2 separate regions of the Mus musculus genome follow, and region 2 is linked to region 1. The links are chromatin contacts, called in public HiChIP or PLAC-seq maps. All regions are on one chromosome and are shown on one strand. The core of a region is the stretch at or near the end of the contact, and the rest is flanking DNA. Distances in the headings are between cores, read along the strand shown.

Region 1 (6,568 bases), core at 506-3,005:
GTCTTACAAGTCTTTACCTTATACATAACCAATGTCCAAATTAGTTTTATCACATAATCCATAATAGGCAATGGGTGTAGGAGGCTTTTCCCTTGCCATTCACATGAATACCTACCTCCTGAAATACAGCAGGATTATATCCCACCATGATTGCCTTTCCATATTTTAATGTTAGAAAATGTCTAAATAACATAATCATAGCCATACTTCCAGAAAGACTCTAGCCATGCGTTATTTTATACAGGATAACATTTATCACCTTTGTAATCAAATTATTAGAATGCATCATCTGAAATCAGCCATACCTAAGACTGAAGAGAATGAGACTACATATCTAGTAAGAGCACTTAAGGAAACGCCAAGGGAGCTTGACTCCAATAGCTGGCATTTTCATTGTGCTGTTACTGGTCGATTTCTCTAACCAACCAGTCAGGATATTATATCGCCACTGAACCGATAACTTCACACACTGAGGTTGCTATTCTCAGACTGACCAAGACAGAGAAGGATAAGACATCTTTCCTTTAAATTGACACCAGCTGCTCCTTAACTGTCCCCACATGCATTCTTATCTTGCTGACCAATCCAAGGAAGCCCCTTAAACACAAACATCTGTTGCCCATTTATAGTAATTTATACACAAAAATAGTTCTATCAAAAACCACTTATGCTTTGCCAACAATGAATGTGTACTTCCAAAAAAGAAAAAAAAAAATGAGCCCTTTGCCTGCACCTCAAGGTGATTTCTGACCCCACATCCCTCAATCCTTAATGAAAAGAAACATGATTTTCACACCACAGTTCCTTCATAGAACTTCCTTCAACAAAGAGATCTTTCGGTGTGTGCTAGCCGCCCCGACACAAGCTTCACTGGAAGACATGTTTAAAGGGCAGAGGGCATTCAATTTGGGAGAACATTACAAGCAAACCAACTCCATCCATGTTTTATATTTAGGTTGATCTTAAAACATAAACAAATAATAACACTAATGTAAAGCAGAGTGTTTGTGGAAACACTGCCTGAGTTCAAAAGTATAAAGGATTCTGTAATTCCAATTCTTATTCCCATTGTGTTATTGTTACTATTAATTATATAACAGTACAGATAGGACTCAGAAGCCAAGATGATGGTGGGCATGGCACCTAACTCACACCTTGTGCTGTATGAACAAAGGAGAAAACTGGAGGGGTTGGCATTCTAACTCTGAGTTTTGGCTATTCTGATTCCCTCAAGGAAAGGCAACAATTCAATAAAAACAAACTGTTGTAATCAGAAAAGCAAATCATCTTGCATCCCCTAATGAGAAATTTCTGCTGCATCTCTGTTTCTATACTGTTAAAATGATGAACTCCCACTACCAGGAAATTATCCTCAAGAAAACACTAAATCCATCCTGTAAACACAGTACATATCAAGCCATTGATGTCTTCTGCATCTTACTCGATACTTCAAAAGTCAGCATGTGTGTCTAAAGAGAAGTTCTGTGGACAAAACTGTGCAGTGTTGCTCTATCTCGAGATCCTCAAGTTTCCTGTAGGACACACAGGAAACTGATCACTCTAAATCATGTGAGTAGAGCCCCCTGCCCAGGAAACTTCTTCGGGGAAGGATTACAAAAAGGCATTTTCTAGTTCAGCAGGGAGAGGATTCTGTGTTCATATTTCCATCTTGAGCTTGTCATGGCATTTTTAGTGTTAGTTTCAAGAGTAATAAGGCCCATAAAATGTCAGTCAAACCCACCACCAGTGGGAAGTGTGCTGGAATCTGTTACATAATCAGCATGCCTGTTTCAGCCCAACACCAGTGGCATTCTCTGCACCCCCCCTGTCAATACTGAATTCACGACTTTCAAATCCCAGGTTTCCTGTGCCTCTGAGGTGCCAAGGAAACCAGGATGATGGCATTGTGATCTGCTTGAGTCAAACCCCAGAGTCCTGTTGCCTAATAGATTAATGAGTCACTTCACTCTCCCAGGTCTCTTTCCCCTGAGTAACAGATTATCAGGAGGAGGTGGAAGGAAGGGCAGAGCAGGGCACTGCTGACAGCTGCAGGAGAGTCTGGAGCCGCCCTCAGCCACTGCAGCAATCAGTTTCTCCCTGACACCCACTTTCAGATGGAAGCTTGAATACTGAAGTACTACACATAGCGTGACCTCATTTACTAGAGGCCCACATGTCCGTCATTCCGTTCTCTGGGCTCACTTCACTTGAGGGGGGAGAATGAGCAGAATAAGTTCTCAATTTTAACTCCAAATTTAAACTAGCTATCACATAATCTTTGACCAAGTCTTAATTCACTAGCTATAAGTTCCAGATGAAAGAACTCTGTTGGACCTGGGTGTTGATCACCTTCTAATATGTTTGTCCCAAGAATACATGTCAGCCAAAGGAAACTATTCACATTTGGGTAAAAAAGGTCCCTAATTTTTCTTAGTTTTATTTCCCAACTACATTCAATAGTTTTATGACTTTGTAGCTTGAACATGTTCTTGTAGTAGGTGAAGAAAGGGGTAAGCAGGGATTGAGGAAATGGGCACACCACTCATCACAACCCAACTTTGATCCCGGAAACCCATAGTAGGAAAGGACTAAGTTCCAGAAGTTGTTATCTGACCTCCACATATGTACTGTGGCACATGTGAACTAGTACACACACACACACACACACACACACACACCAAGAACAACAATAATAAACAATAGTAAAGAGATGAAGAAATTTAAAATTAACTCAACAGAAGCAAGACTAGTAATGAGAATGGAGGAGGGAAGATTGGATCTGGAGGAAGAAAACAATGAAAAGAGAAAGTATGGAAATCAGAAAAAGAGGAGGAAGTAAGCACAGAACACTGAAGGTAGAGCAAATAAAAGGAGGAAGAAATAAAGAAGAGGTTGGTATCACAGTTGGGTTTTCTTGATATTCCTAGCATGTTAAAGAAAAATCCCCACATTCTCCAATTAGCCACCTGGAATTTTACTCTGAAACCATTTTAGAACCTCATGAGAGTTCATAATTACCTTCACAAATAGGCTGAAGGTGACCATGTCTAGCTGTCATGAGGTATTTCACAAGTGTTTAGTATAAAATTTTGTGCCCACATCTTTGCCCCAGGATAGGAATTGTAGTCATCGTATTCTTTCAGTCTCTTAAACTATCCTTCACTTTTCTTTTTTTAAAATAAATTGTATTTGACTCCATTGCAAAGAAATTAAAGCACTGAAATTAATGCAGAAGTCCCAGACACAGACTGCAGAGATGCATGCTGGGAATAATATACGCTCACAAACCCTACATTACACTAAAACAAGATGGCAGAGATCAGCGCTTCTTAAACAAATGATACTTTGGGTACACGTTTCATCTTAATGTTTTTACAGAAAAAATCTGCATACTAACAACTTGGAAGTGTGTGTCTATTTTCTGATAAACACACCTTGGCTAATTATCAGATGCTATAAGATAAGTTTTCAGAGTTCGTCGATTTTAATTTTAAAATCATCTATCCATTCTATGAACGATGCTTACATAAGAGTGGTGACAAAATGGCAGAGATACATTTGTGGGCACCTCAGAAGTTGTTAGGAATTCTGTCCTAATCATAGACAAATTTTAATTTAATGATTTCTTTAAAATATTCATTGTTAGTATTTTAAATTATGGGTTCAATCTTGTGTCTCTTTGTGTATATGCCACGTTGGTGTAGATACCCACAAAGGCCAAAGATCCACTGTGACTGTTGGGACTCAAACTTGAGTCCTCTACAGGAGACAAAGCATTACTCCTTCTTAACCGCTGAGACATCTCTCCCTACCCAGGATGTTTTTAATAAAACTCAGGTCAGCAACTCAAAGAGCAATGTTTAAAATCAAGTACTCATAAACCATACAATCCAAAGATACATTAATTTGTTACATGTTCTGGATTAATAGTAGGAAAACACTGAGAGTATTTGTTTTCTATAATTAAATCATTATGTTTTCACGAGACTAGATAACTTTGCATATACAGTAAAAAAAAAAAAAACAAAACAAAACAAAAAAAACCTTACAAATCATAGCACAGAATAATCTTAAATCTGAGTTGCCATGATTCAGGCTATGTTCTTTTATGATCTGTACTGGCCATAGGTTATGCATGTGGTCTGTCTAGAAAGAAGGCAGTAGTATAGCCAGTCTCAGGTAGTATAGCCAGTCTCAGGATACAATATGGTAAGCACTGCTAGAAACCCACTGATCTAGTACATGCTTGTTTGATGAGGATTAATTTGTATTCATCACATACTTAGAATTGCTATTACTGTTGCCAAGTTTTGTACAACCTCCACATTCATTTATGAAAATTGAGATAGTTGTTGCGACTCAACAGTTAAAGAAGCTATACCACAGCTTCTCTATTCACCTATCTATCTACCTATCTATATAAATGATATAAATATAGATGATATAGATATGGATATAGATGATCTAGATGATAGAGAGAGATTAGATAGAGACAGCCAGAAATATCTATATATAGAGATATATCATATTTATGGCATTTGGCTTTGTCTTACGTCTTTAATGGCTGAAGTCATTAATAGATTTCAACTTGGGACATATTTTATAATTAATGTTATATTTTTAACTTAATAAGCACTAACATTTTCCTTTCTTACACACACACACACACACACACACACATGCTTTGTTAAGTTAAAACTATAACATCGATTATAAGATATGTAACAAGTTAAAATCTATTAATGACTTCAGTCATTAAAGGGTATAAAACAAAGCCAAGTTTAGTACAATTAAACAATGTGATTGGTGGACTTTAAGGTGTTACATCTAATAAAGAGCCTGAAATACTGAGAATCTGATATAGACTGGAATAGGATACAAAGCAAGTCCCTAACTTTTATATGAGATTTGGAGTGAGTCTGGTACCGAAAAAAAGTGTAAAATCTGAAAAGTCTTACTTAGGTTTAGTTTAGTTCATGATATTGTAAACTGTTATTTTGATGGTTTTGTCCTATGGCCTTCAAAAATACTAAAATTTGAAGGTACAAGTTAAGAGGACAGTATTAAGGAATTTTAAAATCATTTTCCAAATTCAAATGACTTTGAAAATGTGAAAGTATGTGGATTTTAAAACTACTTAAGATACAAACAGTAATGCAAAGCCAAAAAAAAAAAATACAAATTGTTATATGCATGCTTAACATTTCATTACTAGAAGAGTGACATGTGGTTGAAAGTGCCCTGAACTAACTACTGTCTAACACATGTGTTCTGGTTTGTTTATTTGTTTGTTTAATTTTAATCTTATGTGTATGAGTGTTTGCCTATGTGGATGCATGTGTATCACATGCCTGATGCCCACAGAGGCCAGAAGAGGATATTGAATCCCCAGGAACTGGAGTTACAGGAAATTGTGAGGTGCTATGTGGGTGTTGGCAATCAAAAGTTGGTTCAAGAGCCCTTAGCTGTTTAGTCATCTCAGACGCTTCAGAGTTATAACTTTGATTATTACCAAATTTGTAGGATTGAGACAGTGTCTATAACCCCTCAAGCAAGTCATTCTAGATCCTGGTGTCTTTAGTCTGCAACATCAAATTTTGGATTGAGTAATTTTAGGAATATTTAAATGACTACATTAGCTCATTGGAAAGTATCAAACTGATGCCTTTGCCTAATGTCAACAAAATGCCAAAGATTCTAATATGTTTTGTAAGGATGCATATATGCTGTGTCTATGTGTGTGTGTGTGTGTGAGAGAGAGAGAGAGAGAGAGAGAGAGAGAGAGAGAGAGAGAGAATGAGAATATAAGAACAAATCACAAATGTGGGTATGTTTCTATACATAATGAATATAGACTAAAATACAGCATAAATGGAGAAAGCTATCTCCACCCTGTGTTCACAACGTGCTTAATTTATCCTTAGCACATAAAGATGCCAGGTGTGATTAGTGTAAAATAAAACTCAGCAGTTTTTAGCAAGACAAGTGCCTCTCTAAACCACTCTCTGGGAAAAGGACTTAAGGGGGAGAAGGGGGAGGATAGAGACATACATTTTATTAGCTGTTCCCCCAACACCTCAGTCTATACCCTTCAGGAAATCTGTGTTAATTGAAGAGAAGTTGCTAAAATAATGTGCAGTTGGTGACATAGAAAGAGGCCAGCCTTTAAGGGATAGGAAGTCTCATCTCTAAGATGTTTTTCTCTATCCTATGTCAAAACCTACTCCTAGAAATAATGAGGGAGCAGAAGCCCGTTCTCCCCCTGAATTCTTTAGCAAAGCAGGGATAATGAGAGGACTTTTTAAGTGTCGTGGTGGGAGTGAGGCTAAGAATTTACTTTTCTAATAAAAGTCTTGTTGAAAAAGGCACAGAGTGCGGTAGATGAATTGCCACACATTAATTCTCCATATTAGAAAATAAAGAAAATCCTCTTTACCATTATCATTCAGCGCACAGGCACACTACCAAAGCTGACCAGGCAAGCGGATTTAGCAGAAAACACTATCATTATGTTCCAAAGTGGGCCACAAAGCACAAACCCCTCTCCCTCAAAAGCCTGTGAGAAAGA
Region 2 (6,306 bases), core at 1,428-3,927, 450 kb after region 1:
ATAAGATCTGAACTTAGTGGCTACTTCTGTACCAAATTATTTCTAAATACATGTTTTAAATTGTGAGGTAATTGACAGATTTAGTTAATTCTCACTTGATATAAAAAGTACTTATTTTCTAAAATTTAGAAGATCCAATCTTTGGCCAGACTTATCTCTAAACCCAAGGCTTATTTCAAAGCTCTTAAAGTTTATTTGAAATGCTTATTATTTAAAACATATGAAATATATTTCTAGAGCCTTCAAAATGTCTTGCCAGGATGACTGGTGATCCTGTTCTGGGCTATTCCTAGAGCATCATGGTTGTGGGACAGGAGGCAGGACAAAACAATAATACAAACATGAACCTGATGCTTCTGTAGTAAGACTTAGGAACTTCTCTGTGTGCCTGCTTACTAGCCAGCACATTCCAAACAATCTAAAATAAAATGACTAATTTATTACAAGTTTGGGGAGCAAAACTGAAGTTACAATAGTTATCTCAAAGGTTGAATAAATGCACAGCTCACAGGAACCACTGCAATTGGAAAGATCTGTGTTTTCATTGTTTTGTCCAAACAAAATAACTTGATTCCATTGGATAGACAGTCTCAGTGCTCATGACATTAAAAATTTGAATATAAATAAGAAAAACTGTTTCTTGCAAATATGTGTGTGTGTGGGGGGGGGGCTTGCTACCTAAAGCAACTTGAGAAGGAAAGAGTTATTTGGTTAATATGACCCAGTAGTCATATCATGGTGGGAAAGTCAGGGCAGGAGGTCAATGCAGGAACCTGGAGGCAGGAACTAAAGCAGAGACCTTGGAGGACTTACTCTACACGGTTTGCTCAGCTTGATCTCCTAAACATTTGCCATTAGTGGCATCACTCACATTGGTCTGGGGCATCCCACAGCAATCGTCCTACAGGCCAGTTGCATGGAGGCATTTTATCAACTAAGGTTCCCTCTTCCCAGAAGATCCTAGGTTGTATTAAATTGACAGAACGCTAACCTGCACACTATATAAATGATCGAATCTAATGATTGGAGGAGTTTCCTGTTCCTTTTGAACCCCAATTTAAAATATTTAATGAAACTTACCATGTTTTTATATGTGTAAATATTCACAATGTATTAAACCAAAAACATAAGCAGTACATTGTAAGCCATCCTTTCTTGGGCTAATCATCCTAAGTAACAAAAGAATATGGTGATTTCCAATAATCCACAACTTTAAAATAAAATTGATATAAAACTACTTTCTTCCTTTAAAAACTTCTAAATAGTACATGGTGTGCATGTTTCCTTTAGAAGTGATTAGTAACAAAAGAAATTAAAATACAAAAGCTTATAATCAGACTTTTGGGACAAATCATGAAAACATTGGAAGATAATCCACCTAGATGTTAATTCCATATCAGTTACTAAATAACTGGTGGACATGAGCCGGTCACCTTTATTTCACTTATCTTCTGCCAGAAAACAATCACCCAGGTACGGAGACCAAGATTAAAATTCTTCTGACTCACTAATAAAAAACTAACTGTAATCTTTCTCATCTGAGAAAGATTCTGGAGAAAACGGACACCCAGTGCAAAGTGCACTATGCATGGTTTAAGGTTTTGGTCAGGGTGATGGAAGGCAGCAACATTAATACCACAGTAGCCACATTGAGCTTTTATTTCTGGATCCAAGACCACTCAGTATCATCTGCTCTCTGCAATAAAACCCTGTCCATAATCTTATCCAACTATTCACATTCATTCTTTAGAGTAAACATATTTACTCTACATATTTTGCTATTATTTAGAACCAGGGGCAGGGTACAGGCTTGTGTTGGTTAATGAACAATTTGAGGGCATTGGTTCCCTCCTCCTACTGAGTCCCTGAAATCAAATCAGGATAGTCAGACTCAACTGTAAGCATCTCTACCCACTGAACCATCTTCTCAATATTAATTTAAATTTTTATTTGTTTATTCACTTACTTATGTGTCTGTGTATCATATGTGTGCTTGATGCCCACAAAAGTCAGAAGAGTGTGCCAGATTCTCTGGGACTGGCAATGCAAACAGTTGTTAACTGCCATTTGAGTGCTGGGAACTGAGGAGCAGCAGCTAGTGATCTTAACCACTGAGCCATCTCTCCAGCCTCAGCAGCACTTTCTAAAAATCATGTGAATGTTTCTTACATGAGTCTGAAAGAATCAAGTCTCTTATCTCCACAGTTATTTGTTTTCTTACCTCATTTCTAACTCACCCTAAACTATCTTGTCAAACAAGCAACAGTCTGGGAGACCAGTCTTTAAACATTCAACAGAAGTGTTTGCACAGGGCTTTTGTTTGCTTTTCATCATATTACACAGGAAATTATACTTGTTTTAATCTGAACAGAATCCTGACCACCTAGCTCTGTTTATTTATTCTTATTTCTTATTACAATGGAGCATGTGAGATGTCAAAAATTATTGTTGGCAACAACTTTCCCAGGAGCTCTACTTAGAATAACAATTTCATTCAAAACATGCTATTATAAAAGAAATGTCACCCTTTATAATGACATTCATTTTTATTTCCTGTGCTTTGAAGTTCAGAGTAGGAAGTGCTGAAAAAATAAAATGAAACCCCAAGCACGTGTCTGCCTCTAGAACACACAGCTTCATATCAGGGGTGACCAAAACCACTGACATCTGTGGAAATGCAAGCCACAGAGACGAATGCAGCCATCAGTTTGGCAAAAGCCCTTAGCTTATACTTTACTAGATTTACACCTTCCAGGCAAATTCTACAGAGTGCCAGAAGGTAGGGCCAACAGTATGATTTCCTGCTTTGAAGCTGACAAAAAGAAAATTAAGAACAGGCTTAAGTGCTTCACATGTAGAAAGCAAGTAGAGACACATGATGAATGCTTTATATTTTATTCTTACTGCAGAAGTCAAAGGAGCCATTGATTATTCCAGAGTCTGTATGGCTTGAAGAAGATGGAAATTACTATGAAGCCGAAAGTACAACACAAAAGTCCCTACAGAAGCTGATAAAGATGTGCAAAGGCACCACGAATTACAAGAGTTGCTTGGAATTGTTAACAAAATGTAATAATACAGAACAGAATAATCCTGACTGAAGTGCACAGAAGGAGATACAGCTGCCTGTTTTGTCAGCTTTCCTCACAGGCTAACTCTGGGTGCTCAGTAACCTTGGAGAATGCTTAATTGACCCAATCCCTTCTTTGTAGAAGAAGATGGAGAAGGAGGAGGAGGAGGAGGAGGAGGAGGAGGAGGAGGAGGAGGAGGAGGAGGAGGAGGAGGAAAGGAGGAAGAGGAGGAGGAGGATGAAGGGAGAAAGAAAAGAAAAGAAAAGAAAGGGAAGAGGAGGGAAAGAGGAGGGGAGGGGAGGGAAGGGGAAGGGGAAGGGGAAGGGAAGGGAAGGGAAGGGAAAAGAAAGGAAAGGAAAGGAAAGAAGGAAAGGAAAGGAAAGGAAAGGAAAGGAAAGGAAAAAGGAAAAAGGAAAAAGGAAAAAGGAAAAAGGAAAAAGGAAAAAGGAAAAAGGAAAAAGGAAAAAGGAAAAAGGAAAAAGGAAAAAGGAAAAAGGAAAAAGGAAAAAGGAAAAAGGAAAAAGGAAAAAGGAAAGGAAGCACAAGAAGACCCAGTATTGTTGAGACACTTGTCTAGAACTAGACAGGAGGACAAGCAGTAAAATCAATTTGAATGCTTAATGCTATCATCTTCTCACTACTATTACATGTGTGCAAGCATCTGTATACATGTCTATGTGTACCCCAAGTTCAAAAGTATACAGGTAGTATGCACAAAGTCAACTGAATACCACTGTACTGAAGATCACTAAGTTGATGATGAAGAGAACAGAAGCGTTAGCAGGCAGCTCCTAACATTCCATAATGAAGGCAGCTAACACAAAATCAGCCAGTGCAGCATGCTCATCCCTACGCCAGCCTCACCCTCTTGACAGTATGTTCTGGATCAATTGTAATTTCCGTAATGATAATACTGGCTCCGTTACAAAAATGGGATTACTTGAGTAGCCCAATCTTGGGTTTTCCAAACAATTAATGGACAGCATTTCTAAATGAGGTAGAGGAGGCATAAGTTCAAATGTATTATAGCTATACTAATACAAGAAGCAAACAGTTATTTTAACTTGTATTTGACAAGAAAGCTTTTGATGATAAACCAATTTTCATTTGAAAACTAAAGTATGTTTCTATCCGAGAGTATATGATACACGTTTAGTTAATTAACTGTAAGTTTGACCATGTACCCTTATATACATACATTTTAGGGGGGCTGGCTAATTTGTTTCAATAAAACCAGTCAATCTGGAAAGAGGAGGAGGAGGAGGAGGAGAAAAAGAACAGTAATTGTGGGCCCTGGAAGGTATAGGAACTCCACAGAATACCAGCAGAGTCAACTAACCTGGACCCTTGGGGGGCTCTCAGAGTCTGATCCACCAACCAGAGAACATGCATGGGATGAACCTAGGCCTCCCTGCACATATGTATCAGATGTGCTGCTTGGTCTTCATATGAATCCAGAACAACTGGAGCAGGGGCTACCCCAGAAGCTGTTACCTGTATGTGGGATATGTTCTTCTAGCTGAGCTGCCTATCTGGCCTCAATGGGAGAGGAAGTGCCTAGCCTCACAGAGACTTGAATGCCAGGGTGGTGGGGGATATCCAAAAGGGGCCCACCCATTCAAAGTAGAAGCAAAAGGGGATGGGGGAAGGATTGTGGGAAGAGGTGACCAAGAAGGGGGGGCAGTGATGGAGATATAAAGTGAATTAAAAAAAACATACAGTAAATTTATAAAATTCTTAGGCAAACGGACAGCAAGCCTTTCTCTCTCTTGGGTTCTGATAACCTGCACCTTCCTTCAGCTCTTTGTCCTAGAGTGGCCACAGCCATGCTGTTGGTAGCCCTCTGGTTCTTGACTAATTCCTTAAAGTCCTAACCAACATCTGGCCCCAAATCTTAGACCTAGCATCTATGTAAACAAGCCTCCTTTTTAAGTTATCCTATTTTGTTTGATCTGAATTCTCTTGGGACTTGGAATGAACATGTATAGTTTATACACACCGGGCACTATAGGTGTTAGCCAAAATCATTATCCATTATGTCAGATCCTCCTATCTTAAATTATATAAGGCTTCATCCTGTCCCTATGTTTCCATTAGGGAGAATAAGCAATTCAGGAAACTGTTTTATTAAGTCAAACCTATACAAACATATTAAACACATATAACTACATTATAGCATGGTAGAGGATTAACCATATTCTTTCACAAATAATATCTGAAAGAGAAATTAGATTAAAGAAGTCCAACTTATGGACTATTCTAGTCAACACATACATGTAAGAGACAAATATATACATATAAAAGAAGTATCTATGTATTATTACAAAATAAAGTTGCTATGCAACATAATTTTCTTATTCACGAATATTTATGGCTATAAGAAAATAGCATATATCAATATAAGTTTAAAGGTATGGTAGTGTTCGGCTTTAAACCTACTACTTGAGGCAGAGGCAGAGGCAGAGGCAGAGGCAGAGGCAGAGGCAGAGGCAGAGGCAGAGGCAGAGGCAGAGGCAGAGGCAGAGGCAGAGGCAGAGGCAGAGGCAGAGGCAGAGGCAGAGGCAGAGGCAGAGGCAGAGGCAGAGGCAGAGGCAGAGGCAGAGGCAGAGGCAGAGGCAGAGGCAGAGGCAGAGGCAGAGGCAGAGGCAGGTGGATCTCTCGATATTTGAGAACCATCAGGTCTACATACCAAATTCTAGACCAGCCAGGTCTAAAAAGTAAGAGATTGGTGAAAAATAATGTCTGCATAAAACCACTCTTATTACATGGCTACTTGGATGGTTTCCAGTATTTTTTTCTATTACCAATGAACAGTGCATTCATAAATATACTTGTATCTGTTGTCTAAAAACTGATACTGATAATTTTATAGACAAATCTTTCAAAATGTTTATGAGTCACAGGGCATATGTGTTTCTCAAGTTTAAATGTTTAATGAATTATTAAAGTAAAAATTATTGAAATATGTGCTATAACTAATCAAATTTTATCATGAAAAATACACCTTTAGGGGTGCCAGAAACATCAGTATTAGCTTTTGACCATCAATAAATAACCTGAACCAAAGTGTTTTGTCATATGAATGAGGTTTTGAGTCCATTTGGCTGCTTTTGACTTAAATATAAAGACATCAGTGGAGTTTTCAATTCTACATTAAGTAAATATGTGATTTTCTAACTGGCTTGAAATATATCATTCTAAAACTGTTTTATTTTATTCAACCATTTGTTTGTTT

What was found. HiChIP or PLAC-seq counts read pairs in DNA pulled down with a chosen protein or histone mark.
Region 2: a FOXA1 HiChIP or PLAC-seq map of pancreatic cancer cells shows a contact between it and region 1. The contact joins two enhancer-like sites. A contact is called at or near these places in 1 of 484 Hi-C or Micro-C datasets (stem cell-derived neural progenitor cells) and 1 of 115 datasets of contacts at active chromatin or transcription factors (pancreatic cancer cells).

What each region holds. Positions count from the first base shown.
Region 1 is chr2:141,267,153-141,273,720 of GRCm38.p6, reverse strand. The region is part of intron 5 of Macrod2 (mono-ADP ribosylhydrolase 2); the gene reads right to left. Among named protein-coding and RNA genes, the nearest start is that of Gm25583, 370 kb to the left of the region's middle. Within about 2 kb of position 1,755, at least 29 of the 459 cell types and tissues checked have an H3K27ac peak or open chromatin away from gene starts, as enhancers often do. A contact at or near this core is called in pancreatic cancer cells, where this site is marked.
Region 2 is chr2:140,815,917-140,822,222 of GRCm38.p6, reverse strand. The region is part of intron 3 of Macrod2 (mono-ADP ribosylhydrolase 2); the gene reads right to left. Among named protein-coding and RNA genes, the nearest start is that of Flrt3, 150 kb to the right of the region's middle. Within about 2 kb of position 2,677, at least 22 of the 459 cell types and tissues checked have an H3K27ac peak or open chromatin away from gene starts, as enhancers often do. A contact at or near this core is called in pancreatic cancer cells, where this site is marked.